Linked DNA regions of Mus musculus: all the other regions are linked to region 4. The links are chromatin contacts, called in public HiChIP or PLAC-seq and promoter capture Hi-C maps. All regions are on one chromosome and are shown on one strand. The core of a region is the stretch at or near the end of the contact, and the rest is flanking DNA. Distances in the headings are between cores, read along the strand shown. Region 1 overlaps Gm40121 (a long non-coding RNA gene). Region 2 overlaps Elapor1 (endosome-lysosome associated apoptosis and autophagy regulator 1). Region 3 holds the start of Elapor1 (endosome-lysosome associated apoptosis and autophagy regulator 1). Region 4 holds the start of Gnai3 (guanine nucleotide binding protein (G protein), alpha inhibiting 3). Region 5 has its middle 55 kb from the start of Eps8l3. Region 6 overlaps Gm40121 (a long non-coding RNA gene). Region 7 holds the start of Wdr47 (WD repeat domain 47).

Region 1 (2,881 bases), core at 181-2,680, 360 kb after region 4:
GCACCTTAAGACACTCTCCTTGCCCAGGTTCCCATGCTTTGTGGATTGGAAGCCTGTGGTGGGTGGTGAAAGGGGATATTAGAGAGAGAGGCACATCTGGGCAGACATAGAAGGTCCATTCCTACTATATCCAGAACCTAACCTGTAAACGTCCAACACAGGCTCCCTTCTCCCCTAACTTCCAGGTATGAGGAGCTTCCGAAGCTTTTGAGGATGGCAGTGTTATGATTTAAAAAGTGGTATTTATAAAACATAATTATGAAAGATTTGTATGTCCTGAGTCCTGTCAGGAGAAGATATCACCTGGTAGACCACCTTTGAGTATGGTGCTGTATGGGATCCTCTTAGCCTGCGAGCTCCAAGGGGTAGATTACCCACAAATGACCAGAGCACTTGAAGGGCATCTCTGTGGCTGAACTGAGATGAAGAAAAAGAGGTTTCACCAAAGATCCAAAAGGTCAAAGGCCATGAGGCTTTGACTCGGGGAGGGGACAGGAACACAGACAAGGAGCTAGACACAGCTGGAAGCACCCCTTGTCAGGGTTCCTAGGTCCCCACCATGGTGGACTTGTTGCTTTTTTTGGTCTTTGCCTTCCTGAAAGAGATGTGGATAAAGGTGGCTTTGTTTTTTTCTAGAATGGTAAGGTGGGGAACTAGGGAAGCCATGACTTCTTTCGAAGGCAGACTTGGGCTCATAGGAGGGAGAGGTGCAAGGCAGACTCTATACAGAAGAGCTCATGGCAGTGGAGGGTGCAGAGGGCCAGTGGGGTGACTCAGTAGATAAAGACACTTGCTGCCAAGCCTGACAACATAAGTTCAATCTCCAGAACCCATGTGGTGGAAGAAGAGAATGAACTCCTTCAAGATGCCCTCTGACCTCTACACACACAGACACATGGACATACAGACATACAAACGTACACACATACCATGCTGAATTAATATGATAAAAATATTTTTGAAAAGAGAGTACAGAGAATAATGCAGTCTTCAAGACTTGTCTTGGGATAAGGGATCATGTCTTAGCTGACAAGGGGCAGAACTGAACTGTAGACATGCCAGACGCTTCCATTGGATCTATACTTTACCAAGGTGGGAGCCTTACCCATTTCAGTACATAGTTCTAGGTTCTCAAGACTAGACAAATAAGCTGTAGCCCACCCTACATGGATTGGGCTTTATCCAGACGTGCTACTGAGTTATCCCCAAGTCAGAAACCAGTCTCCCCGTTGTAGAACATAATGGGGTGGGGCAGAAAAAAGGACCTGGTCATAGAGGGTCCACAGAGTGATAATGGAGTGAGCCCAAGAAATGAGCTAATGCTCCTCTTTGGGCTACTGCTGACATCTTTTTTTCCACTCCTAGTAGTCACTTCCCAGAGCCGCCCCCTTTCTGGGGCAGCTGACTGTTGCTCAACCTTTGCTTCTTAAGTGCTGTCCCTGGTTTCCGGCCTTCATACCTCTGTGTCCTCCTTCCACCTCCACAACACTAGTTCCTCTTCAGTTTTTGTTTACTCACTTCTGTTCCTACAGCAACCCATGTGTCTGGGGCTAGCATGTTCTCATTGGTCACTTCTCCTTGGCCATCCCCATGTTCTCCAAGAGGGCTCTCACTCCACACAGCATTGTGATCACTTGTTATGATGGTTCCCAAACTTAATTTGGCCCTGATCAATCCTTCATTCTAGGACCCCCATCCTAACAGCAGTCTGCTAAGCAGGTATCCTAGACACCTTCCCTAATCCCCAAATGTAACACACAGCTTGCTAAGCAGTCTTTATGGAGGGTGGAGAGCCATGTTGGGAGGCCACAAGTCAGGAATTATCCCTGGAGACCAAGCCACTGGAGGTGCTGACTTCTGACTTCCACTCATTAGCATCATGCTGCCAGAGGCTGACAGGGCCTCTATCTGACTATTCTGTCCCTCTCCTGTGGTTATGCATAATTCAAAGAACAACAGAAAGGGGCTGTGCTTTGATGTTGGACCTGGAAGACTGAGACTCCACTTGAAGACACATGGGTGTAAAATCTAACCATTGGGGTTTTTTTTGTTTGTTTGTTTGTTTGGTTTGGTTTGGTTTTTTGTTTGTTTGTTTGTTTTGGTTGGTTGGGTTTTTTGTTTGTTTGTTTTGTTTTGTTTTTTCCGTTTTCGAAGCAAGATCATCATTGAATTAGATCCTGCCACTGACAACATCAAAAGACTCAGGGGGAAGGGGTGTACACAGAACTATCACACTCTGTAAAGGAAGATTTTTCTCAGGCAGAACACTTGGTGGCTGATAGAGTCCATCCACTCTGTGAGGGCCCACTGGGAATTTGGTGAACATGTTTATGTCAGTATAGCACCTCTTCCCCTGAGAATCCTCAGAAAGGAAGATGATCTGTCAATAGAAAAGGGCTGAGGCTGGGGACTCTGTTCAGGAGGCACTCCCTGGGGTCCTACTCAGAGCTCAAAACTTCAAAGGAACAACAGGCCATTACTTGAGTTGCTTTCTGTCATGGTATTTGTCAACACTCAGATGCATGACAACCTTCAGAACAAGGATCCTGGAGGCACTTGATCTTGGTCTGCTGACTCACTGGCCCTCAGGGTTAGGGGTTCCACTGACAGGTAGAGTCACTTGCACAAGTCATCCACTTTCACCCAGGCATCCATGCACTCTTCATCCAGCTAATATGGCCGCCGTCACTCTTGTCTATGCCTCTCCACCATTGCAAAGTGCTGGCAGAGCTCATTGGTAATTAATTCCATGTTGCTCAGGTCATATTCCCCTCCTTTGGCTCCAACACCATCTGTTCCTCTTCAGACAGTTCTGCCTTCACTTATGAATGCCTGAGTCCTACTGCTGCCATGCAAAGGCTGCCCAGGTCTTTTGAGATAT
Region 2 (2,741 bases), core at 159-2,658, 330 kb before region 4:
ATCTCAGCCTCACCCCTCACTAGATGTGACATCTGGGCTACACTGCTTGCTCGTGCTGCAGTCCCTATACACAATCTTAGTGGAGGCCTGAGAAGCAACCATGTCTCTACATCTTTACCTCCAAAATAGAAGTGATGATGATCATGTCCACCATACACTGTTACCACAGGGATTGGCTAATGCAGGAAAGGATCCAGAAATGGGCCTGGTATTTTGTAATTGCTTTTTTTGGTTTTTGTTCATTATGTTTTGTTCTTTGAGACAGGGTTTTTCTGTGTAGACCTGGCTGTTACGGAACTCACTCTGTAGACCAGGCTGGTCTCGAACTCACAGAGATCCACTTGCCCCTGCCTCCTGAGTGCTGTGTAATCACTGTTTTAAACAATGTTTCTTGCAGTGTTGGGGATAGATCCCAGAGTCCTTGCACATGTTAGGCCAGCTCTCCTCTGCGGAGCTTCAGCTCTAGCCTAAGCACTAAGTACTATTACACTTATTTGTTTTATTGTGTATGTGTGTGTGTATGTGTGGGTTCATGCATGAACATGTGTGCATGTGAACAACTTGCAGGAAGGAGTCAGGTGGTTAGGCTTGGTGGCAAGGACCTTTACCCACTGAGCCATCCTGTTCACCTTATCCCTTCAGCATTAGTTTTGTTTTACTTTTTTTTAAAAAAAGATCTATTTATTTATTATATGTAAGTACACTGTAGCTGTCTTCAGACACTTTTTCTTCTCTCTCCCTGGCCCTGCTCACTCCGGCCGTAGAGTTAGTTTTACTAATTCACTTTCTTTTAATGAAGGCCTGTCCAGATACCCCTCTTACAGGATGAAAATGTTCTCGGTATAGTTTACAATAATAGCTCACTTGTACAGAAGTTTACACTCAATACAACATTGTCTCATTTATGACTCAAAGCGTGGTGTGGGAGTGAGCCCTCCATTTACAAATGAAAGGTAGGTTCCGAGAAGACCTCAGCATCTGAGCTGCTATGAGCTGTGCCCTTATGTGTGCTGGGGTCCTGTGCCTGCTGAGGAAATGTTTTCCTTTGATAAAATGGGCCCCAGAGAGAACACTGGACTAGAAGGGGGGCCAGATCGGCAGGAGAAGGTAGGTACAGAGGAAGCACCCCGGGCCCTGAGATCAACGTCGTCTTACATGTTTTCCCACGAGCGTTCCTCCTCAACCCACATTCAATCCCTCGCCTTACCAAACATCTAGGTGACTTTTTCACACTTGACCAATGCCCAACTTAAGCCTCTTGGTTTAAACCCGTGCTTGGAAAGTGAGGTCTGTCTGAACATTGCAGTTAATCATTTATTAAAGCCATTTTCACAGTGGTCTGTGTGTAAACAGCTGGACCATTTCTGCTAAAACTTAGACCTAGGGTGTCAGGTTAAGCAAATGTTTAACTAGCAGAACAAAGGTCTTTGTGCCAAATACATTTTCTAACACTTAACTTCTGCTCTGCCAGACCTGATCCACAAGGCCCTGGGAACTGGCACGTGTTCAGCACCTCTCTCCCCACCCCCAAATCTCTCCTGGCCAAGTCAGTCACCAACCGGAGTTTCTAGTTCCCTCTCTGAGGAATTGAACCTCCTGCCTTTATTACTGAATAAAGGCGCTGAGCCGATTCCAGCTGTTTCCCAACACTTCCTTCTTGCCCAGCCTAATAAGACAGGGACAGAGAGATGGGGAGATATTCAGTCTCTGAGCTCCCAGTACAGGCCAACAAGGCATCTTTAGAGTCTCTGACAGAGGAAGTCATCTGGGAAAGGGATGGAACCTATTAAGAAGTAAAGTCACTAGAAAGGAGGTGAAGAAACACATAATCTATTAAATCTCCCTGGACAGTTCTCAAATAAAAAGAATATGCAAGCTTGCAGGCAAATAATAGTGACTGCATTTCTTTTTTTTCTTTTTTCTTCTTCTTTTTTTTTTTTTTTTTTTTTTTTTTTTTTTGCTTTTTTCGAGACAGGATTTCTCTGTATAGCCCTGGTTGTCCTGGAACTCGCTTTGTAAACCAGGCTGGCCTCGAACTCCGAAAAGGATTTATTTTGGCTTTTGAGACATTTGTGGTCCTGGCTACCCTGGAACTCACTATGTAGACCAGGCTAGCCTGGTCTGAACCCAGATTGGTCTGCCTTTGCTTCCTGGGTGCTGGGATGAAAGTTGTGCACCACCACACCCTTTATATGTGTATGCATGATGTCATACACTTGTTTTCCTAGTACCTAAGGCAGTAAGATTAGGAGTTCCAGGTTAGCACAGGCTATGGGGTGGGCTATAGTTGTCTCTAACATCAAAACAAAAGAAAAATATGACATCCATTGCTTTGAGGAGGAGGAGGGTTCATTAGTTCTTCTGTAAAGGTCCACGGTATTGAAGCAACATTATATCATTATAAGGGTAACACAAAAAGCCTGATAAAATGGCTAAGGACATGGGGTTCAGTGGTAAAACATGCCTGGAGCCCAGGGTTCAAACCCCAGTGCTCCCCAAGTGGGAGAAAAGTAACTGGGTGAGAGTCAGCACTAGGATGCTGAGGCTGAGGCGAGGCAGAGGCAGCTTCATCTTGAGTTCATGGCAATTCCAACTTTATCTGTGTGGGGTGGTCTCATGGAGAAGGGGAAGTAACAGATGGCCTTCTTCACGTTTGTCATAGGCAAGAGAACTCTCAGACGAGGTCTAAGGATGGGGCCTGGAGAGATCGCTCAAAGGCTAAGAACACTGGCTTCTCTTCC
Region 3 (2,999 bases), core at 490-2,989, 390 kb before region 4:
CCTGGCACATAAGCCGCAAATATTGAAGAAAAGGAAATTCTTTGGTGTTGTTATCAAGCTCAAATTACCACTTAATTCGCTTTATTGTGCATCTCTTCAAATATCCCAAATACTCAGACTAGGAAAAAGATGGTGTATATTTCCACTGAACATAACTAAACACACACACGTATACAAATGTGTTCTTGCATCAGCCAGAGGCCAGAGGTACCATGAAGACTTGCTTGAAGTATGACCTGGTGTCTTTCAGAGATTTTCTTCCATTCTACCTCTCATCTGTCTTTGGAGTACACATGCCAAGCCAAGACAAAAGGGTAGCTTGGTGGAACCCTGACTATTATTATATTTCCCCATCATTTATATTCCCCATCACTGCTTTGACAGACCTTGTTCTACATTAGAGCTCAGTTCCCTTCCCTCTGCTCAAAACCACTTCCAAAACGTTATCAGACGCAAATAGCGGACCTAGGAGACAGGCAGAAAACAGATTTCTTTGATACTTGGTGATCTCATCAGAGTTAGGTTACCAAGAATTTCCTGCAGGCCCCACTGGGAATTTGCTGAGGAAACCTCAATGTACCTTAGAAGCCCACAGATTTCCCAAATGTTTGTCTTCGTCGCGTAAGGCAGGGTTCGAGAAAGTTTCCTGAGGCTGAAGCATGTTTAAAGGCCCAGAGACGCACGCTTACTCCCTGGAGACTAGTGCAGCCTCAGCACGACCTGGTTCGCAGAGGATCCCGGGTCCCAATTGTTTGGAACGCCCAATTTTTAGTTGCTAGGCAGCTATCCCTCCAGTTATGACAGATGTATTCTGATGCGCCACCTGGCGGTTCAACTAAGAAGGCTCCTTGAGAGGAGGCTGCTGTGAATGGAGGGAAGGCGACCTGGATACGCACTCTGGAGCCTCTGTTGGAAAACGCTGGCTTCCCAAGGCATGGGATTTCTGCGAAAGCTGACGAAAGAAACACTAAAAGATGACCCAAATGTTTCCTTCTCGCTTTCACCTAAAAGAGAGCTTCCCCATTTTCAAATCAACGAGAGTAAGAGAATGTCAATATATATATATATATATATATATATATATATATATATATATATATATATATATATATATATATATCTCAAAGATCTCACGTGTCCTACTTGCAAAACTGTCGATTAGGTCACACTCCTTGCTGTTTAACTATGCAGACGTCATGGTTGCTCACTGAGACGGCTGTAAAAACGTGGATGGATTTGGTGGGGAGGAAGGATGGAACTAGTTTTTGCAGTTAGTGCTGGGGCCACTCTAGGAGACCATCCCTGGAAGATAACGAAGACGCCTGTCTTCCCCTAATCGTTTTACATGCCATGTTTACAAAATAAGATATGCTTAGAAATAGCCCCCTGCCCGGAAGAGTAATAGGTGCGAAATGAGCTGCTGCAGATGTTTTGGAGGGTTTCTCTACTGCGTGCTTTACGTAAGCCTGTTCGGTTAGTTGCAAACCCTGGCTCGTGCACTCCCACGCCGCGCGCCAGCGGTGGCGGCTGCCATGGAGACCGGCAGGTGAGCCGCACAGGCGCGCGTGGTCCCTGCCCCACCCGCGCTGAGCGAAGAGGATGCGGTTGTCAAGGCGACATGGATAGGAGGAGGAGAGGACCGAGGGAGGAAGAAGGATGGGCTGCCTTGGCGTAGCCGCAGGGAGGTGACTGAAGCGAGTCCAGCCCCTTGCATCCTCCCCCTGTGTACCTCCCTCCTCTTTTTTTTTTTTTTTTTTTTTTTCCTCCTCTGCCAGCATAAGCAGCCACCGCAGCACCTGAGCCGCTACTGCCGCTGGCTCAGGACAGCGCTATGGCAGAGCCTGGTCACAACCCCCATCCTTCTGCCAGAGACGGAGGAAAAACTGAAAGGCGCACACCCCGGCTTCTGTGGCTGTTGCTTTGGGCTGGGACCACCTTCCAGGTGACCCTGGGAACCGGACCCGAGCTTCACGCCTGCAAAGAGGTACTGTCCACTCCACCCCCTTGACCTGATCTCACTTTGGGAAAAAAAAAAAAAAAAAAAAAAAAGAGCTAAAAAGCCTAGATCCAGATAGAGACCTTGGAGATCCAGTCACAGTTTCAGGGGCCATAGAGTTCAATTTTTTTCTAGGGATGAGTAGGAGCTGGAGCGAGGGAAGCAGGCTGGTGTCGTCATGGGGGAGGCCAGCCCATCGGAGGACTCCTAAAATAGATCACCCTCAGGAGCTCTCAGCAGCTCTGGCTCAGGGAGTAAGGTCCGAAAGAGTGACAGTTCTCAGAAAGAAAGAGAAAGAAGACAGTAGCTGCTTCCCAGATGGGTGAAATTACCTAGAGAGTGATTGGAAACATCGAGAGACCAAACAGAAAGAGGAAAGGAGGGAACTGGGATAAAAGTAAAGTTAAGGACTGGTAGTAGACTGGGGTCAGAAGCCCTTGGGTCTGAGGGTGGGAAGCTCGGGAGACCAGCCGTAGGATCCTACCTAGTAAGTGCCCTCTGTGTTAACATCCAGTTGCTCGCAGCTGCTGGCTGAGGCCCTCCTGGAACGCTTTGCCTGTTCCCTTGCACACTTTGGTTAGTGTTTAGCACATGTCCCACCTTCTCTAGATTTTGAATTCTACAACATATCCCCCCCCACTCTTTCCTTTGAACTTATGTTAGCATATGCCACAAGTCCTTTTCAAGGTGTCTCTAAAATGTTAACAACATAATTCACAAAAGAGGTAGTGAATGTCTTCTAACAACCACAACAACAAAAATGATTTTGAAAATTGGTTTTTGGGGGGACATATGACAAGACAATAGGAATACCAAAGTTAAATAGTTTTGGTATTAGTGAAATAACGATATTTGGTTTGTGCTGTAAGTGACTTAAAAACATATGGTAGAGACAACATTGAAATATTTACAAAAAGTATATTGGGGAAGGCAGAATAAAATTTATGCAGAATGTGAGAGATTTGAAAACATGTCAAAAGTCTAGCACTGTAGGGGAGATGCT
Region 4 (2,766 bases), core at 86-2,585:
AGAAAGAGGGCGTGAAGTTGAAACTAGACAGATGTACTTACTGTGTGGACGTGGGAAAGCGACTGAATTCCTCTGAGCCCATTTTCTCATTGGCGACAATGGGGATTAATATTACCTACCTCACAGGGTTGTTGTGAGGATTAAGAGATGAGACATGGAAGTGCCTACCTGGCAAAAAGGTACTCAATAATGTTGTGTTTCCCCCTTTCCTCTTGACCCTTTCCCCCCTAGAAGTGATCAGAAAGGAAAAGCAGTTTCTTTTGGAAATGAGTGGGAGACTTTCCAGACTTGGAATTGACAAGCATTATGGGTGACGTGGACGAGGTTAATCTAATTAGATGGTTCTAATTAATTAATTTTCACTATAGACCTTTCTCTTGGGAATTTGTAGCTTAAGTTACCTCCTACTAGAGAAATGTTTTAAATTCCAGGGAAATGTTTCAATGGCTGTAAAAAAATGCCCCTTCTTAAAACGGGTGTTGAGTCATTGTGGGTCTATTTAGTAGGGACTTTAGGATATTCTTCACAGAGCCAATATTCAGGAGATAGTAGAAAGACAACTTTTACCAAACTTCCCCCTTTCTGTGGCTATCACAGAGGAACTCTTGTTAGATTAGAGATTAGCTCGTTTATTTCTGGGTATGGAACTAAGTCCTCAGGTTTACCTGGAAGAAAGGGAAGCGTGGAAATATTATAAATGAATTACACCTAGTTTCATATTCTAATACTTACTACCTATTTTTCACTCTCTATTACTTGATGCGGTCGAGTGATCCTTTGCCAACATAGGAGTGCCAGGCATATGTACAGCTCACAGAAATCCATACGTTGTAGCAGAAGGACTAATATATACTTGGCATAATGGGTGTAGCCAGAGGAATGGGTGAACATCCAGGCTGGGCAGCTCAAGGATCAGACGGAGGGAACTTTGGCTGAAGTGCCCAACACGCGGCTCTGGACAGAGACCTGGGCTCCAAATCACAGATGAAAAGGAAAAAAGGTTTTTTTGTTTGTTTGTTTTCTGGAGAGGGAGGCTTTTCCCAACAGCAATTCCCAGAGGACTGTGAGCTCTCATTTGAGAATCTGATCCTCACCGCCAAACCTCCAGAGCACACCACGTGCTGGAAGTCCCGCTTTTTCTACACTTGGAATCCAAGTCCAGGAGCCGGAGAAGTAAAAGGGTATTAAGGCTGGGAGGTGCGGAGCGAAGGCTCGCCATCACTCCACGGGGACAGTCAGGTACCAGGGAACTTCCGCTCTCCGTACCACCTCCGCCTCCCACTGGCACAGCGCTCTAAGTAGTAACGGCCGCTGGGCGTCGCCGGAAGTGTCGTAAACAGCACACATCCGGTTCTTCCGGGAGCTAGGGGAGCTGACGGAGAAGGCCACCGCCCAGCAGAAGACCCGTCTCCGCCGGTGTGTGGCGATTCCCGCGGTGTGTGTGAGTGAGCCCGGGCCCGGTCCCCTCTCCCGCCGCCGCCATGGGCTGCACGTTGAGCGCCGAGGACAAGGCGGCGGTGGAGCGGAGCAAGATGATCGACCGCAACTTGCGGGAGGACGGGGAGAAAGCGGCCAAAGAAGTGAAGCTGCTGCTGCTCGGTGAGGGGCTGGGGGCGGAGCTGGAGCGCTGGAGCCGGAGAGCCCGGCCCCGGGAGCAGCCGGAGCTGATCGGGGTCTGGCCAAGGCCGGCAGAGAGGACCCCAAAGGGACAAGGAGGGGATGCCCAGCAATGGGGCGGGTACTGGGCTTGGCGACTGAGGCCCCGGAAGGCGTGGGGATTTCAGGTTGGAGAGGGTGTAACCCGGCTGGGATGGTACTTAGTAGAGTTGGGGAGTTTGGAGCCCCGAGACTGTGCTGGGAATCCGGGCACGGCTCTTAAAGGGAGGGACCGAAATTAGGGAGGGTTCACACTGGGCTGGAACGTGTTGAGGAGGATAGTGTATGGTGTCTGGTGGGGCCTGTCTAGGGTTTGTGTGAGTTTGATACTTGATGTCAGGATAAAGCTGGAAGGATTGAATGATTAAATAGCGAAGCTAGTACAGAGAGGGTCACATAAAGAACTTGCTCGCAAGTCTTTTTGTGCTGTTAGTGAGGTGGGTTGTCCAGGAACACCCAGGAGGCGGTTGAAATAAATGACAGGTTCTTAGGTATAAAAGAAAAGACCTTGGGTGCAGAGGCCACTAATACTTTTTTCAACTTTTTTTTAAAATCTCTCTCTCTCTCTTTTTTTTTTTTAAATTCTCTTGAGCTTCCGTGATTCCTTTTTTAAATTAAAGGGCTAGGGATGGTGTGAGCTGAGGAAATTGAAAGAATGCCATTTTTGAGGTTTGGGGTAGAGGACAGTGGGACCATGTGTGTCGGGAATAGTAGAGGATAACATATGGACTGGGGCAGATTTATTGTAGAGATTGTGATCTATTTGGGAGGGGTTGATTTTTTTTTTTAATTGGGTTTTTCAAAATAAAAGTATGTATTGGCTTTCAGACTACAAACACCGTGTTGTCTTATACTCAAGTGGGCTTTTTTATCTCTAGTCAGACATGTTTCAGTCAGGATAATTTCGTTTTAAACTTTGATAGGCCCAGTAAATCATATAAACTTCTCTCGCATTAGCTTACCAGTAAATCCAGCTGTATTCATTATTTATATCTTTGAGGAATCTGTTAGATGAGAATCATTACGAATAAGTCACAGGTTCTGGAAGCAGCAGAGCTTTTTAGATAAATACCGTCCCGAAAGGTCACTTTAGAGCACTAATTTCACTTT
Region 5 (3,166 bases), core at 505-3,004, 320 kb after region 4:
TAAGGATTCCTGACCTCCTCTAGGATGTCACTGGTGCACTAGTAGGACTACATGAATCCCCATCAGACTGAGCATGCTCCGTCTGGGCCTGTCTGCAGCATGGGTTGGCCCACTGGGACCCAGATCAGTGGTTTCCTGGCTAAGAGCCTTAGCTACATCTGAGGACCAGAGCTGAACCTCTGTGCCTATCGCTTGGGCCAAGTTAGATGGCAGGGATACTGATGGGATAAACAGGGAAGAAGGAGTTTGGATTTGGTCCCTGATGTTGGGCCTGTGGACTCAGCCTGTCTTCCAGGAGGCACTGAGGTGATAGGGACTCAGATGCAGCCTGGATCCTCTCTGGTCCCAGCTGTCTCTGATTCACATGTAAATCCCAGGGGCCTCTTCAAGGCTGGAAGCTTGGCAAGAGCGGGACTGGGTGAGAAAAGAAGCTAGAGAGAGACATACAGTAGGGCTGGAAACATGAGCTGTGTGGGCGATGGAGGGACATGCTTAGCTAGCAGACCAACATTTGTTGGTATTGTACACGATCTAAGAGTGCTAGGCATGTGTGTGGATGCACACACATTGGTATGTGTACCTGTGAATGCAGGTGCCCACTACGTGTAGAAGGCGGTGTTGGATTCCCTGGAACTGAAGTCACAGGTAATTGTGAGCTGCCTGATGTGGTTGCTGGGAACTCAACTTGGTCCTTTATAAGCACAGTATGGGCTCTTAACTGCCGAGTCACCTCTCTTTAACTGCTGAGTCACCTCTCTTTAACTGCTGAGTCACCTCTCTTTAACTGCTGAGTCACCGCTCTTTAACTGCCGAGTCACCTCTCTAGCCTCAGGGTGTTGAGTCTCCTATGCATATCATTATTCTGAATCGTCATCACCACTTCAGGGGCAGGCACCCTTACTGCTCCCATCGCTCTGATGAAGAACCATGAGCCTGTGTGTCTGCTACATCACAGACTCACAGAGTCTAGTGCCTGGAGGCAGGGCAGACTGGCTAGTCCAGGATTGAGATCATCCAGCCCTGGTTTCCTCCATTCCTGTACTGATTCTTCCAACCTGCCCTCACAACTACACACACCCTGACCGGTTGGGTCTGTCCCTTGTAGGCAGTCTCCTGCAGTGCTCTTTTCTGTGCTCTCTGGAGGAAAGCTGAAGGTTTATACTGACATGGAAATGAGTCACGGAAGGGACGGACTGGAGACATTTAGGAAAGAACCCCTCCTGTGTTCCTGGTCACTTACTAGATGGGAGAAGGTAATGGGAGAGTCTAAAAGATTAGTGGCCTGACGTATGAGACACTGGCCTCCTTAAATGTCCTCTCTTGGTTTGTTCCCAAGAGGATGTGATGGTGCTAACGGGACCTGGTGAAAGGAAGGTAACTAACTCACTGTGGTGTACTCTTGACAGAGCCATTGGATCTCTGACCTTTCTCCCCTCTTTTTGCTTCCTGGATACAGAAAGATAAGCAGTGTTCTCCTGCCATGTGTTCTACTACTGGTCCAAAGGCAGGAATGCAAAATAGCCAGGAACTGAAACCATGAGTCAGAACAACAACAAAAAACTTCATCTTATAAGTCCGTCTCAGGTATTCTCTCACAGCGACAGAAAACTGACTGAAAATGTTCATTAGTAAGACCAAGATCATAACTTTAACACCCCCGTTTTGCTAAAGCTGGATGGTTACCCTGGATGTGGAAGTTCTGAGGAAATGGTAAAGTTATTCAATTATAAGAGTATTCGTATGATTTCAGGAATGTGTGTTTTATGAGAGAACAAAGCCTTGAGCCAAGAGATGAGGACTTAACTAGCAAGGGCGTCTTCCTGGGCACAGAAAGTCCCTACTGTTTTTCCAAAAACATACCTAACATCCCACAGCTGGCTGGTAGATGCCTCCTGTGAGGCCAGAAACCAGGATGAGCTGTTAAAAGACCCTTGTGAGGAACCTCAAGGCCAGGCCCTGAACCTCCAGAGGACTTTTTAAGGGCAGAAAGTCCTGCCTTCAGAACTGAGCCTGTGTGCCCAGGAGGCTTCCCCTAAGAGAGGGGCTTCCTGTAATCAACTGACACTCAGCCCGTGTCACTGCAGCTGTGTGAGCTGGTCTCCACAGACCAGTGGACAGACAGATGGAAAACAACAAAGTTGGGTTCTGCCTGGAAGGCACAGCTTTTGCTTTCCTTGAACAGCCCGGTGGCCTTCCTGGCAGTGAAGACTTCAGAGCTCTGAGAGAGGCACAGTGGGGCTTTCTAATGCAGCTTTGTCAGAGCAAGCACACATCTGTATGTATATGTAAGCACACATACAAAATTGAACACATTCAAATGTGTGCATGTACATGCCCACCAAGAGTAGACTCAGGAATAGGTTGGGTATGTCTCATTATTTTATTTTTATTTATTTTTAATTTTTGCATTGTTTATTTGAGGGAAGGTCTGGCTATGTAGCCTTGGCTCACTCTGTAGACAGGGCTGGCCTTGAACTCACAGAGATCTGTCTGCCTCTGCCTCCCTAATGCTGGGATTAAAGGCCCAGGCCACCGGATCCAGCATCATTTTGCTTTTAAGACAGGGCATTACTACACAGCCCCAAACTTGCAGTCTTCCTGTCTGAGCCTCCCAAATGCTGGGATTTCAGGTGTGTTTTGCCATGCCTGGAAAAGCAAATGAATTCTCTCTCTCTCTCTCAAAAGGTTTTTATTTGTTTATTTGTTTTTAATGAGTGGTTTGCTTGCATATATGTCTATCCAACCATGTCTTCCCTAGTCCCAATTGCTTGAAGCTGTCAGAAGAGGCCATTGGATTGCCTGCAACTGGGAATGGTTGTGAACCAACATGTGAGTTCTGGAAGCCTAAAGTGGGTCCTGTGTAAGAGCATCCTGAAGCATCCCTCCAGCCCCAAATTGACTATTTTAAATATCCCCGTTTTCATGAAATAATGTCAGATATTTAAAAACTTTTGTCTGATTAACAGAGGGTTAAAATATAATGGAAATATTTCTAAAGCGTTTAAAAAAAAAAAAAAACTAGTCCCAAGTAGTCCATTGCATTAATTTCAAACTGGCTTGGGACTTTGGCATTTTTTTTTAAATGAGGTTTATTTTTGGAGCTCCCAGGCGATTTTTCTCAGGGCTGACTTAGCCAGTGGTCCTCTGCTATGAATCTGCTATTGCA
Region 6 (3,037 bases), core at 92-2,591, 340 kb after region 4:
AACTGTGAGCCCAAATAAACCTCCTTTCCATTATGTTGCTATTGTTGGGGTATTTTATCAGAGCAACAAAAACAAAAATGTAACTAATTGGATACCTAGTAAATGCCATGTGTAGCTGTTATCCTTCATTGCTTTGTGAATAGAAAAAAGAAAGGGTTGTGTGTCAATGCTGAGTCTAGCTTCAATTAAAAAAAAATTCAGGCTTGTGAGATGGCTCATCGGTTAAGAGCACTGACTGTTCTTCCGAAGGTCCTGAGTTCAAATCCCAGTAACCACATGGTGGCTCACAACCACCTGTAATGGGATCTAACGCCCTCTTCTGGTGTGTCTAAAGACAGCTTCACTGTCTTTACATATAATAATAAATAAACCTCAAAAAAAAAAAATCCATGATGAACTAGGAAATGGCTCCATCGGAAAGGTGACTCTGTGCAAGCATGAGGGCTCTGCCTTCAGGTCCTCAACGCCCAACAAAAGCCTGGTGTAAGGATGCACATCTGTAAGCTCAGCACTGGAGGAGGGAGGGCAGAGGCAGGCAGAGCCCTAGAGCTCATTGACTAACCAATCTAGGCAAATTGGTGAGCTTCAGGTTCAGTAAAACCCTGGCTCAAAAAATAAGGTGGACAATTATAGAAAAAGACACTCAGCATTGCCCTCAGGCTTCTACACGCACCCACCCACATGAACACATATGTACATACCACATGCATACATACAGATATTTGCAATCCAAAGTTGGTTAAGTCCATGGACATGGAACCCATAGATCTGGTCCAGGCACTGTTTGGGGTGTATCGTTAGCTTACCGAATCATTCTGAGAGCCCAAGGAAGTAGTGTGATGATCATCCTCACTGACAAATAGGGAAACTGAGGCACCAAGATCCTATGACTTGTCTACGTTCTCTTGGCAAGGATTTGAACTCTGGCTCTAGAATCCTGGCTCTTAAGCCATTATGCTGCTTATCTCTTAAGTTTGTCTTTTCTTTAAGTTTCTTCTAAAAGGTCCAAGAGAACTTTTATTTACTGGATCTCAAAAAATGGAGGGAGAGAATCAGCATAATGAAAGAGAACATGCATAATCCAGCAGAATAGCTGAACAACGCTGACCTGCAGGCTCATCTGAAATAGGATGTGGAGGGATGTAGAGAGACAGAGCAAACCGCAGAAGGACGAGATCTAAAGTAGCCGCAGGGGCTGCTGAAACCCAGCCAATGCCAGCAGCTCTCAGGGCATCTGGATATTCTCCTAACAGGAAGAAGCAGGATGCTAATCTACTGGGAAGCATGATAAAGCCAGACATGAACACTTGGTTCCTGACACAGCATACTAAAGGAATCTGGAGAAGACCAAGAGAGGGGTGGGCCTTGGCCAGACATCCGATGCTGTGATTCTGAGTGAAGAGAGCTTGTGGTATCTCAAGGGAATGTTTTAACTTGCCTGACCCAACCTTATGGGATCTTCTGGGGGTGAGCAGGCCCTAGGCATCTGCATTTTTATAAAGTTCCTCAAATGAATTCTAGCAGGAGTCCTTAGAAGGCAGACTGGTTCAGACTCAGACAGCTGATGCTTATGAGCTCTCCTGGTGGCCGTGGCAGTGGCGGTGGGGTGTGTTAATGTGTGTCCATATGTGTATGTGTGAATGCACATGTACATACGCTGCTGCATGTGCAAGGAAGTCAGAAGACAACACCAGGTGTCAGTCTCACTCTCAAACCTCTCTGACCCAGGTCTCTAACTGCTTACCACTGCATGCACAGACTGGATGGTTCACAAGCTTCTGTCTCTGCCTCCCACATCTCACCATGGGAACACTCAGATTATAAATCCTCACTACTTTACAGGAATTGCAGGCCCTAAGGCCTTTGTAGCAAGAGCTACGTGGAGCCACCTCCCAGTGAAATGTTTACTTACAAACACAAAAGTCAACAGGAAGTCCATTAGGACCTAGGGGAAGCTTGTGCTAGAAGTTGGGATTTTCTCACCTAGGCTCCAGGTGGGCACACCAGCCTTAGTAACTTCCATGGCTAATCACATTTTCCTTCCCAGGCTGAGTCTATGATTATTTTCTATCCTTTTTTTGTTTTTCATGTAGTTTATTTTTTGTTATCTGTTTTGTGCTCACAACAAAATTAAGCTTGACTTAACATTAGGATATATGCATATTTTATTTCATAAAAAAGTTTCATGAGTATAATTTTCACTGTCAACTTAATATTCCTTATATGGATATGATGAGGCTTAGTGAGCCTTTCTGCAACTGGACAGTAAGGTTATTTCCAGTCTGGGCAAGGCGGTAGTAATAGTAAAGCAATGATGAGCATTTGAGAGCCTCACCCCCACATCCCACCCACACGCACAAGCACAGAGTTAGTACCACTTCTTGAGAATAGAGTATGAGACACATTGGCTGAACAAATACATTTTATGGCTTATTTTCCAAACCACCAATTTGCCTCAGAGAAGCTTCACTGAAATTTACATCCTTCCTGAGAACTTGAGAGGCTCTACTCAATACATTCCTACTAACTGTGGTAGAGACTCCCTCTTCCTACCCTCCCCTCAAAGACAATGTGTCAGTAAGTTTCCCTCACTGTAACAAAATACTCAACGCTGTGGAATTTTGTTGTTGTTGTTTTTAAGAGAGAGGCTTATTTAAAGCTGTGGGGTTTGGTTGTTGTTTTTAAGAGAGAGGTTTATTTAGCTAAGTTTGAGTCTAGAAGCCCAACACTGGGTGACTGCATTGATTTGTCCCTGGTGGTGGCCCCTTTATTGGGCCATATCATGATAAATAACACCATGGTGGAAGTTTGTGAACAGATAGAGACCAATAGTAAGACAAGAAGCCACAGCCACACTTGGGTCCTATAAGAACTATGTAAATCCTCTATGAAGGCACAACCCAAGGCTTCCCTCCTCTCATTGGGTCTTACCTCCTGACATCGCCACCATGGAGGTCAAGCTTCTAACATATGGGGTCACAACTAAGTGATCACATCTAGCATCTGTCCATTTCTAAGCTCTATGGCTAGACCACCA
Region 7 (2,831 bases), core at 295-2,794, 450 kb before region 4:
TTACTTTGTTGTTGGAAGCAATGTTCCTCCCCCTCCTCCAAACCTTAATGCACAATGATTCGTTATATCTCCCACCTAAATAAGACCTCCAGAATGTGCCATATAAAGAAAATTCGACTGCTAGGCGTTTCTCCTTTCTAGTAAAATGCTAACATAACATATGCCAACACTTGAGACCCCCCCCCAAAAAAAAGAAGTGGTATTATCTGTGAAAAAGATTTACAGCCCTTTTAAACCTGTATGTTAATTCCTGTGCCATTAACTTTTTATAGCATTCTATGAACTCTCTACAACAAAGGGGGGAAACTAAGTGTCAGGATTTCAACCGATGAATCTGGGTGGAACAAAGACTTCTCCTCTCATTATGCAGTGAGAACCAAGTTGCCAAAAAAAAAAAAAAAAAAAAAAAGCTCCCCTCAGACGACACCCTTCGTAGTTACTAGCTGCATGTCTGGATGTACAGGGGGGAAATCATCAGGTCAAATACTGCCGCTGCCTACTTGGTTCCTACCCCTTTGCCAAAGGCGTCGTCCCAGAGCTAGAGCCCCAATCTTTTTCTCCCCAATACAGCTAAGCAGCTTAACCCTCTGAGTTCCATAACCTCCGGTGTCTTACGCAGGCGTCCCCGGGAACAAATCACGTTCGAAATTCAGTCGATGCCCCTGTCCCCACCCTCCCAGACCCCACAGGACTGCTCCTAACAGCCACTGGCCTGGCGTCAGAAAGGGCAAACCCGGATCCCCCACAAACCCTCAACCCCGCCACTCCCTACCCATTCGCCGGCCAAGGCGAGCAGGGAAAGGGACCAGCGCGCAGCCCTCAGTCTCGCCCCAGCCCAATAGAGGGGCGAGGCAGATGCAGCCCAGTCAGCCCTCCTCGCGCCCCTCAGCAGCGGCGAGGTGGATACTCCATACCAGGGCGAGGGGCATCGCCCAGCCGCCCGAATCAGACTGGCAAGTAGGGGAAGGTGTGGTCCAGCAGTGGCGGCCTGGATAGATTGCCTGGCGGGTCCCAGGTCCTGTCCCCGAGACACCCGGGCCTCGCCCGCATCCCATCTTCTCGCAGTCGCCACCAAAGCCTACCCAAGACACTCCTCCCGGCTGCGAACGCCGCCCAAGGGGCTGTGGGGTCTGCGCCGCATCAGGCTAGTGACAGGTGGCGACGGGTGACCATGGCAACCCACGGTGCACGGCGGCCCGCCCCCGCCTCCTGGAATCCGCTCACCTGAGAGCTCCGGGCGGAGCCGGCAGAAGCGGTGGAGGAAAACGCGGAGGAGAGGCCGGCGGCCAGAGCCCCGAGACAGCCAATTCCAGTCTAAGGCGCGAGCGCGAGGGCGGCGGTCTGGGCTAAGCAGCCCGCACGTCAATCCATCAGCTCGTCAGCCGGTCCTGCTCGCGTCCGCCCCGATCCCGCCTCCGACCGCTCCGCTCCGCGGACTGCGGTTGTCAAGCGCCGCTGGAACGGAGCTCCAGCCGCCAGCTGCAGCCAATCACTGCTCGTCCCTGGAGCCGCCTCAGGACCCCTCCTCGCGAGGCGGCTAGGCAGGTGCCTGAGCAGAAGAGTCGGCTGGGCCAGCCCAGGAGGGTAGGGCGGGGCCTAGAGGCGGGGCCTAACACGGGGGCGGGCAGAATCTAAGACTGACGCCTGGAGGCTCCTGGCCCTCGCCTTCTCTGCTCTTATGGTTTAGGAGATGACTGTAAGGAGAATGTAGGCCCAGAACCTTCGGGTGACGCTATGTTATGTCCCAAAATAGCGTGGACAGGTGTGGTAGTTTGAATGAGAATTGCCCCCATACTCATGCATTTGAATGCTTGTCCCCAGTTACTGGACTGACAGGAAAAGATAAGGATAGCAGTTCTCAACGTATGGGTCCCAACACCTCCTAGGAGGGTAACATATCATATAATTTCAATTCATAGCAGTAACCAACTGGTCTGAAGTAGCAACGAAAATAATTTTATGGCTGGGGGTGAGGAGGCCACCAAAAGATGAGCAACTGTATTAAAGAGTCGCAGCATTAGGAAGGTTGAGAACCACTGGATTAGGTGTGAACAAGTTGGAAGAGATGTCACTGAGGGTGGTCTTGGAGGTTTCAAGAGCCAGTCCTTTCTGGCTTTTTTTTTTTTTTGTAAGATTTATTTATTATATGTAAGTACACTGTAGCTGTCGCCAGACACCCCAGAAGAGGGCATCAGATCTCACTATGGATGGTTGTGAGCCACCATGTGGTTGTCAGGATTTGAACTCAGGACCTCCAAATAGAGCAGTCAGTGTTCTTAACCGCTGAGCCATCTCTCCAGTCCCAAGCCAGCCTTTTCTTCGTTTTATGTCTGGTGCTTGTGGATCACGTGTAAGCTGTTAGCAACTGCTCCAGCATCAGGCCTCCCTGTCTGCTGGCACATTCACTGCCAAGACCGTCATGAACTAACCCTCTGGAACCCTGAGCTAAAAATTAAATGCTGTCTTTTATAAGTTGCCTTGGTCGTGGTGTTTCATCACATCAATAAAAAAAGTAGCTAGGACAACCTGTCTGACACTTCCAAATGTCTTCTGTGCACTGGGTTTGACTCTTAATTCTACTCCAACGATTAACTAATAAAGCTTAAGTGAAATAAATACTCCTTCCTTGCCCTTTTCCGTACTCCATCTCCCTCCATGAAAACCATCCCCTTCCAGGCTCTCCATGTGTAAAGCTAATCCTATCTTGAAGCACTTAACAAGGCTGCTGTTTTGAACTGCCCTTTTATTTACAGTAGTAACCTCACTCCTACACATTTGTGTAGTAGTATTCCCCCAGATACGTACTGCTCAAGGAGCTGAACCTCCAGGAA

Evidence for each region. Promoter capture Hi-C pulls out the DNA fragments that hold promoters and counts their contacts. HiChIP or PLAC-seq counts read pairs in DNA pulled down with a chosen protein or histone mark.
Region 1: an H3K4me3 HiChIP or PLAC-seq map of bone marrow-derived macrophages shows a contact between it and region 4, with 3 times the contacts expected there. The contact joins the enhancer-like site here to the promoter of Gnai3 in region 4. A contact is called at or near these places in 2 of 39 promoter capture datasets (the 3T3-L1 cell line and liver), 4 of 115 datasets of contacts at active chromatin or transcription factors (bone marrow-derived macrophages, embryonic stem cells and pancreatic cancer cells) and 1 of 9 other capture datasets (adipose tissue).
Region 2: a contact with region 4 is called in a promoter capture Hi-C map of liver, with 3 times the contacts expected there. The contact joins the enhancer-like site here to the promoter of Gnai3 in region 4. A contact is called at or near these places in 5 of 39 promoter capture datasets (the 3T3-L1 cell line, liver and pre-B cells) and 1 of 9 other capture datasets (liver).
Region 3: a contact with region 4 is called in an H3K27ac HiChIP or PLAC-seq map of microglia, with 5 times the contacts expected there. The contact joins the promoter of Elapor1 here to the promoter of Gnai3 in region 4. A contact is called at or near these places in 2 of 484 Hi-C or Micro-C datasets (embryonic stem cells and regulatory T cells), 2 of 115 datasets of contacts at active chromatin or transcription factors (memory CD8 T cells and microglia) and 3 of 9 other capture datasets (adipose tissue, liver and pancreatic islet).
Region 5: an H3K4me3 HiChIP or PLAC-seq map of embryonic stem cells shows a contact between it and region 4, with 6 times the contacts expected there. The contact joins the enhancer-like site here to the promoter of Gnai3 in region 4. A contact is called at or near these places in 5 of 39 promoter capture datasets (embryonic stem cells, hippocampal neurons, liver and 2 more), 1 of 484 Hi-C or Micro-C datasets (the G1E-ER4 cell line) and 5 of 115 datasets of contacts at active chromatin or transcription factors (the 230-238 cell line, bone marrow-derived macrophages, embryonic stem cells and 1 more).
Region 6: a promoter capture Hi-C map of hippocampal neurons shows a contact between it and region 4, with 2.3 times the contacts expected there. The contact joins the enhancer-like site here to the promoter of Gnai3 in region 4. A contact is called at or near these places in 8 of 39 promoter capture datasets (the 3T3-L1 cell line, the C10 cell line, embryonic stem cells and 4 more), 1 of 484 Hi-C or Micro-C datasets (the G1E-ER4 cell line) and 3 of 115 datasets of contacts at active chromatin or transcription factors (the 230-238 cell line, bone marrow-derived macrophages and pancreatic cancer cells).
Region 7: a contact with region 4 is called in a promoter capture Hi-C map of liver, with 6 times the contacts expected there. The contact joins the promoter of Wdr47 here to the promoter of Gnai3 in region 4. A contact is called at or near these places in 7 of 39 promoter capture datasets (the 3T3-L1 cell line, frontonasal cranial neural crest, hematopoietic stem and progenitor cells and 4 more), 1 of 484 Hi-C or Micro-C datasets (embryonic stem cells), 3 of 115 datasets of contacts at active chromatin or transcription factors (bone marrow-derived macrophages, embryonic limb bud and microglia) and 2 of 9 other capture datasets (adipose tissue and pancreatic islet).

Annotation. Positions count from the first base shown.
Region 1 is chr3:107,782,045-107,784,925 of GRCm38.p6, reverse strand. The region is part of intron 1 of Gm40121 (a long non-coding RNA gene); the gene reads right to left. Among named protein-coding and RNA genes, the nearest start is that of Csf1, 23 kb to the right of the region's middle. Within about 2 kb of position 1,430, at least 31 of the 459 cell types and tissues checked have an H3K27ac peak or open chromatin away from gene starts, as enhancers often do. A contact at or near this core is called in bone marrow-derived macrophages, where this site is marked.
Region 2 is chr3:108,475,723-108,478,463 of GRCm38.p6, reverse strand. The region is part of intron 7 of Elapor1 (endosome-lysosome associated apoptosis and autophagy regulator 1); the gene reads left to right. Among named protein-coding and RNA genes, the nearest start is that of Gm23336, 21 kb to the left of the region's middle. Within about 2 kb of position 1,408, at least 35 of the 459 cell types and tissues checked have an H3K27ac peak or open chromatin away from gene starts, as enhancers often do. A contact at or near this core is called in liver, where this site is marked.
Region 3 is chr3:108,535,281-108,538,279 of GRCm38.p6, reverse strand. Elapor1 (endosome-lysosome associated apoptosis and autophagy regulator 1) reads left to right here and starts at 1,739. Exons shown (of 22, transcript NM_001346518.1): 1 at 1,739-1,984. The coding sequence starts at 1,832. 1700013F07Rik (RIKEN cDNA 1700013F07 gene) reads right to left here and starts at 696. Exons shown (of 5, transcript NM_029314.1): 1 at 581-696. The coding sequence starts at 661.
Region 4 is chr3:108,144,721-108,147,486 of GRCm38.p6, reverse strand. It overlaps Gnai3 (guanine nucleotide binding protein (G protein), alpha inhibiting 3), which reads left to right and starts at 1,335. Exons shown (of 9, transcript NM_010306.3): 1 at 1,335-1,599. The coding sequence starts at 1,482.
Region 5 is chr3:107,821,054-107,824,219 of GRCm38.p6, reverse strand. No RefSeq gene overlaps it. Among named protein-coding and RNA genes, the nearest start is that of Eps8l3, 55 kb to the left of the region's middle. Within about 2 kb of position 1,754, at least 89 of the 459 cell types and tissues checked have an H3K27ac peak or open chromatin away from gene starts, as enhancers often do. A contact at or near this core is called in the 230-238 cell line, the G1E-ER4 cell line, embryonic stem cells and 3 more, where this site is marked.
Region 6 is chr3:107,800,990-107,804,026 of GRCm38.p6, reverse strand. All of the region lies in intron 2 of Gm40121 (a long non-coding RNA gene), which reads right to left. Among named protein-coding and RNA genes, the nearest start is that of Csf1, 42 kb to the right of the region's middle. Within about 2 kb of position 1,341, at least 13 of the 459 cell types and tissues checked have an H3K27ac peak or open chromatin away from gene starts, as enhancers often do. A contact at or near this core is called in hippocampal neurons, where this site is marked.
Region 7 is chr3:108,589,991-108,592,821 of GRCm38.p6, reverse strand. Wdr47 (WD repeat domain 47) reads right to left here and starts at 1,544. Exons shown (of 15, transcript NM_181400.3): 1 at 1,225-1,544.